Linked DNA regions of Sus scrofa: region 1 is linked to region 2. The links are chromatin contacts, called in public Hi-C maps. All regions are on one chromosome and are shown on one strand. Each heading gives the region's core, a stretch centred on a gene start, on an enhancer-like site or on the middle of the called end of the contact. The rest is flanking DNA. Distances are from core to core; before and after follow the strand shown. Region 1 overlaps HOXB5 (homeobox protein Hox-B5). Region 2 overlaps SKAP1 (src kinase-associated phosphoprotein 1).

Evidence for each region. A called contact is a pair of places that touch in the nucleus more often than the background predicts.
Region 1: a Hi-C map of omental adipose tissue shows a contact between it and region 2, with 2.0 times the contacts expected there. The contact joins two enhancer-like sites. A contact is called at or near these places in 1 of 5 promoter capture datasets (fetal skeletal muscle), 8 of 47 Hi-C or Micro-C datasets (embryonic fibroblasts, fetal skeletal muscle, mesenteric adipose tissue and 4 more) and 1 of 2 datasets of contacts at active chromatin or transcription factors (skeletal muscle).

Annotation. Positions count from the first base shown.
Region 1 is chr12:24,842,600-24,845,753 of Sscrofa11.1, reverse strand. It overlaps HOXB5 (homeobox protein Hox-B5), which reads left to right. Exons shown (of 2, transcript XM_003131550.5): 2 at 1-530. It overlaps LOC102166259 (a long non-coding RNA gene), which reads right to left. Exons shown (of 4, transcript XR_001299211.2): 1 at 1,212-3,154. Among named protein-coding and RNA genes, the nearest start is that of HOXB5, 5.5 kb to the left of the region's middle. Within about 2 kb of position 1,588, at least 11 of the 83 cell types and tissues checked have an H3K27ac peak or open chromatin away from gene starts, as enhancers often do. A contact at or near this core is called in omental adipose tissue, where this site is marked.
Region 2 is chr12:24,629,387-24,632,561 of Sscrofa11.1, reverse strand. All of the region lies in intron 2 of SKAP1 (src kinase-associated phosphoprotein 1), which reads left to right. Among named protein-coding and RNA genes, the nearest start is that of SKAP1, 49 kb to the left of the region's middle. Within about 2 kb of position 1,756, at least 2 of the 83 cell types and tissues checked have an H3K27ac peak or open chromatin away from gene starts, as enhancers often do. A contact at or near this core is called in omental adipose tissue, where this site is marked.

The sequences.
Region 1 (3,154 bases), core at 339-2,838, 210 kb before region 2:
TAGTGCCGAAGTGCCCCGGGCCCAGCTGAGCTGGCCTCCGGGTTGGAATCGGTGACTGTGTCTCTTTCCACCTTCCTATTCCTCCTCCCTCCTCTCTCCTGGGCCCAAGTCTCCCTTGGCTTGGTCCTGGGGTGGGAGGGGGCCAGGAAGGTCCAAAGGGGTGATATTGAGAAGAGGGAAGGTAAATAGTGAGATTTAAGTTCCTGCCGCCTGGGTAGGCCCCACAAGGCCTGGTCTGGGAGTGTCAGGAAACAAAAATAATCCTCAGTGTAAAATGTCTTGTGTATTTCTCTGTGAATCCAAGGGCCTGGTGTCGAGGGCCCAAAGCTTGCAAATATGGGGAGGGTCTGGGTCAGACCCATCCCCTCCTTTCTCCCCATTTCGCATTTCGCTTCCAAGACCGTTTGTAGTGAGCGAGTGGAAGCTGTGCTACGTGTGAAATCTGTCTTTGCCGGGCCTGTCTCAGTGATTCGCTTTTGGTATTTGTTTGTAGCTTTCCTTGAAGTCAAATAAATGTTTCCCCTACTCCACTGCCCTTCCATTTGTCTTTTCTCCGGGCACCTGCCTCGCCCATCACCAGGCACACCCTAGACCGCCACTCTTGGCAGATCTGGGGTGCAGGGAAGGGAAAGCAGGATGCTCACCAGCAGCCCCTCTCAGCCACCCAAGTCTCTGCTTGGTCAGCGGTGCCTGGGCCAGGGGACAGGCTTTCACGCCTGGGAGACTGAAAAGCCCAGTAGCCCCATGTGAGGCTGGGGACAGGGGAAAGGCTGAGCTGGATTGCACCCTATCCTTCCATCAGCCATCCAGAAAAGTCTCTGGAAACCTCTTTGGGGAATGTAATTTGGGCCTAAGTCCTGAGCAGGAGGCTCCTGGCCTTTTGGGAGTGATCCAGGCCTGACCTGGCCCCCTGCCCCATGGTCCAAATCCCAGTTCAGTTCTGCCACCCACTAAGGCAAAAAAAATAAAAATAAAAAAAATAAATCAGCTCTATTTCAAAGGTTTTCTCTCACCCCCAGTCTTCTCTACCCTTATCAAGGGTTTCCTCTCTCCAGGGGCCCAATTGACCTGTCCTCTTGCTTAGGAGCTGGGGTCCCTCCTAGAAGACCCCTGGTTCCCCCGTCAGCCAGCCTGGTCCAGGGCCAGGGCCAGTCCTTCTCCATCCAAGTCAGCCTCCACCCTGAGCATAAGAGTCAAGTCTGGACACTTACCCGGTCAATCCCTTCCAGCTTGGCCCAACTTCTTACAGGACTGGGGGGGGAGGGGGAGCTGGTGAGGAGGCTGCCGAGGGTCCTGGAGGCTCTCCTGGGCCCTCCTTCCCCCTCACCCCTTGACTTTGTCCCCCTTTGTCCATAGCAAACTATCCCAAAAGTCGCTATGACATTTAGATGTCAAATGGATAGGGGTTTTATCTTGAAGTTAGATCGTAAAAATCGCCGAGAAGTCAGACAGATACCCCTCACTGGCTCGAGAAAGTCACGTGAGGTCCATAAAGTTAGTTTTATGGTTTTGGGGAGTTGACACCGCGCGGTATATTTCACATTCTCCAGAATGTTAAGTGACACTTTAACTGCTCGCCGTGGTGGGGAAGGGGGCAGAGGTAGGTGAGCGCTCTTCCCAGCCCAGAAGGCGGTGGCGGTGGCGTGGCGGCAGCCCAGGCCCAGCTCTCCTCGGCAGTAAGTCGCTTCCAGCTTTCGCTTTTCCCCTCGCAACTGTAGGGCTTGGAACTGGGGGAAGGAAATCTTGCCTTGGGCAGGGGTGTAGGATGGTAAGGCGGGGGGGGGATGGAGTCTGCTTTTTGCACCGCGTTCAGACAAGCTGGGTGTCTGATGTGGGGGCACTCGGTTCAGGTTGATAAGGCCTCCACGGTCCGGGGCGCCTGGTTTTCTTTGCAGGAGTGTGTGACTCTGTGGCGAAGAGGCTTGCGTGGGTTCCGTCAGTGCCCTTGGAAATTTAGGGGGCAAGAAGGAGGGGTGTGTACCGCTGAATGGAGGGCCCTGTGTGTGTGGGGGGGGACCACGTCGCTCCTGATGTCTTCAGACAGACCTCTCCCCACTTTATGACATTCATTGGTCAGGGGTGTGTGTGGGTGCGCCGCCGGGCACTTTTATCTGGATCCATCTGAGCTGAGAAAAAGCACGGGGAAGGTTAACCCAGCTGTGGTGGGCTGCCTTGCATCAGGGCATCTCTGGCTTTTAGATCTTTGAGCCCCATGAAAGGGGGGTAGTCTGGTTCTCCATGGCCTGATCAGGGCTCTCCCAGGGTAGGGAGCGTGCTGCCTTTGCACCCAACTTGTCCCAGAGGCCGAGGCCTTTTGGTCCCAAGCCCACCTTCTGGCTTGGCTCTAGGGAGGGTCCTGAGGTCCAAGTGCAGAGCGGACAGAGGGAGGGCATTTCCCTCAAATCCAAAGCCTAATTCCTGGCCAGGAGTGAGGGGAATGGGAGAGTTCCTCTTTTTGTCTAGGGGAGCTAGGTGTTTAAGTAGAATCCTGGCAATCCCCCCCCCAATAAAACCTGTTGGAGAACACAGACCCCAACAGTGGGCAGATTCAGAAAAGGGACTCAGGAGTGGGGAGAGAAAACTGGAAAGGTGCTGTCTTGCCTCTTCTTCCTTATCTTCTTCTCTCCCCACTGGAGTCTAGAGGCCCCTTTGTTTTGTGGCACCACAAACCAGAGGCATTTCATTATTTTCTAAGCCTAGGTCATCCTCCTTCTAAAAGCCAGAGGCCTCTTATTCACCGGAGTGACCTCCCAATTTTAAGATCTTTGGGGGTCAACCACTCTTGTCAGTCCTGTTTTTGCCAGCCCACCATCTCTAGATTCAGCTCCCCAGCTCTCTTTGCCCCTGGAATTGGACACATGGCACCTTAAGGGGCTTCTGAGCTCTGGGACAAGGAGCGGGTCATAAGATTCCCCCACTGCATGTTAAAGAACATGTGAACTCTCTCCCCCTCACCTCTGTCTCCTGCAGCCACCTGTCCCTGCCCAGGTCTGATTTACAGGAGACCCTTCATAGGCTTGGAGTGCAAAAAGGGAGAGCTTGAGGTCCTCACCTTGGTGTGAAGACACATCTCCCCCAGAATCATGGGGCATTTGTGTCCTTGGAAAGGAGATTCTGGTCAGCTCCCAAAAGATGGTGAGCACCATTTAAAATC
Region 2 (3,175 bases), core at 507-3,006:
GATAAAGGTGGGATTATTTTAAATTGTATATGTAGAGATGACTTACATATAATTGTGTAGGTGGTGGTGTTAATGGTATAATCTGTGATAAGGAATGTAAAAAAATCTTACTGTATCTGTAAGACAAATATTCAATGAGGAGGGAGTTTCCTTTTCCCTATTTGTCCCACTGCCTTTGGAAAAGGGCTACATTTCAATCTGAAATTGGTAATAAAAGGTGATCTTTGTGGTGACTCACTGTTATCACTTACATATTATTTCTTAGTCCTCTTTTTAAGCGCATACACACATATCCATACACACGCACCCATGCACGCACACATAGAAGCTGTATTTGTTATGAGATGGAGAGTGTTCCTTATTCTCAAAGAACTTGCTGTGTGGTTTGTGGGATAGACATTCAGGAAATAATCAGCAGGAGTTTTAGGAAACATCTGCATTGTTGATGGGAGCTTTCTGTTCATTGATTTGTTGCAAGAAAGATGACACTTTATTTAGAATTTCATAATTATCAGATCGGGAGGAAATGAGGAGCCAGAAATTAGATACTGTACAAGAAAATGGAAAAATGAGGCTTTCTTTTGGCAATCTGTTTGAAATTGTCTTACATTTACCCATTCAGTCATCACCCTGTTAATGTAACCCTTGTAGTGCTGAATCCTCTTTGCAGCCACATTGCGTCTTTAGTCCCATTTATGGCCCATTGATGTTATGTACTTATACGTATTGATACCACTTGGTTTGAAAACACTGACAGCTTGTCTACTTTTTTGTGTGTGGAAGTTGTATCTCTCACAGAGGCGAGGTATGAAGAGAAATTTGGAGTCATCAAACTTGAGAGTTAAATGTATATGGCAAGTTGCCAAGTAACATCAAAAGAATTATTGAGGAGTTCCCATCGTGGCGCAGAGGAAACAAATCCAACTAGGAACCATGAGGTTGCAGGTTTGATCCCTGGCCTCTCTCAGTGGGTTAAGGATCCGGTGTTGCCTCGAGCTGTGGTGTAGGTCACAGATGCGGCTCGGATCTGATTTGCTGTGGCTGTGGTGTAGGCAGGCAGCTGTAGCTCGGACTGGAACCTCCATATGCCATGGGTGCGCTCCTAAAAAAGAAAAAAAAAAAAAAGAATTATTGAAAGTCACTTTTTTTTTTTTTTTTTTTTTTTTAGGGCCACACTCCCAACATATGGAGGTTCCCAGGCTAGGGGTCCAGTCGGAGCTACAGCTGCCGGCCTACGCCAGAGCCACAGCAACGCCAGATCCGAGCTGCATCTGTGACCTACACCACAGCTCATGGCAATGCCAGGATCCTTAACCCACTGAGTGAGGCCAGAGATCGAACCCAAAACCTCATGGTTCCTAGTCGGATTTGTTTCCCCTGTGCCACGATGGGAACTCTGAGAGTCACTTTAAAGTTTTTTTTTTTATCTTCAGTCATATTAAAGAAATAAAATTTTAGAGGTCTGACAAATTTGTGGGGAAGGATAGGAACTAATCTATTAATTTGGCACGTTAGGGCTTATGTGGAAGGCAGGTAAGAAATCTCTAGCAGGATAATCTAGGAAAGCCACTAGATAAATATAAACACCGTAATTACGTATATTTCCCCCCAAATTTCCCATTCCATCTTTGTTGTATCTTTAGTAAACTCTAGGGGCTTGGCCCTAGTTTTTATGGTGGCTCAGAATTCAGTGCTGTTTGCCATGGCTGTGGACCTGCTGTAAGTTAAAGCATCTGACTCCATTATAGCTGTTATGTGCCATTTGCCACCTTTCTGTTACCTAGAGCGACTGACCCTAGGAAATGATAGTTGTGTCGAGTCAGGGATGTCCTCCAAGTGCTCATCTTTTTTTCAGTACAGGTAGCTTTGCTATTCTCTCTTGTCTCAGACTTAAAATTGTATCTGTATTTCTGTCTTACAGGTTTTTTTTTTTTCTTTTTTGGCTTAAAAGTGTTACCCATGAAAGATAATGTTTTCCATGTTAGATAAAATAAAAAACGGATGGCAATTTCTGTGATTCCAAGGAAATGAAGTCCCGTTGTGGTATTTGATATCCTGAGCTGTGATGTTCATTGCTCTTCGTCGAAGTGCCCTAAAAACTAACAGCTTTCACATTCTGAGTCCAAATTTCCACTGAGCTCTTTAGAGAATGATTAGGATGAAAGCGAGGTAGAGGCTCCTCCTGTTTTATTACAGTGGTCACTGCAGGACCAGTGCCAGATGTGAGACACCTGGAATGAAGCAGACATGATCTACATTCAGACGTCAGATCGTGTTCTTAGGCATTTGCAGAAACAGTTGAGCATTTCTTAAGTTTGATTCAGGGGAGGCCATCAGACAGCAAGAATATGTTGGGTGTGGGGGAGGGGATGAAGAAAATAGAATATTTTTACTACTGAGGTAGGGATAAATTCCCTTTCCATGGCTCATTTTGGAACAGCTAGTCATTTATGCTCACTGTTGGACGTGAAGGCCAGAGCCAATGGAAACAAACTTGGAGTATTGTTTCCTGTTATGAAACTTAAAGGAGTTCCAAAAAGAGACAGGTAGATTAATAGCATATTGAGAAAGAAATAAAGAAATAACTTACTGTAACAGGGTTATGGCACAAACCCTGCAAACCACAGGACATTTAAAGTACAGGCTGAAAGAATGTCTTGAACATGTCTCATTGTAGGTGGTTAGCATATAGCTCTGCATGAAACATGATATGTTAGTATAAATACCATAAAAATAATTCCAGTTCTCTTTGGGAACTTCAGGTTTTCCTTGTCAGCTTAACATGCATTTAGCTTTAAAACAAGATTTAGTCTAAGACTATATTGTTCTTGTGTCTTTGTATTATAGAAAGAAAGACGAGGAGTTAGTCTGATATAACTTATGGGAGCAAGATTTTCAAAGTGGTATAATGTAAATAGCATTCCCATTACCACAGAGAGTTTTACTTTTCCTATGTGCTGATGATTGAGCTTAAAACCCCCAAACAAAACACATTCAAGTGAGTATGCTTATCAAGAGAAGTAATGTGGAATGTGTTGGTACATTTGTGTTACTTACAAGTTTAGATATTTGCTCCTAGCATTCCTTTCTGTTGTTCATTTTGCTATTTACACTGGAGTTTCAGAGCTAATGAAAGAAAAAAAAAAAAAAAAAAAGACTGGTAGGTACTTGTGCA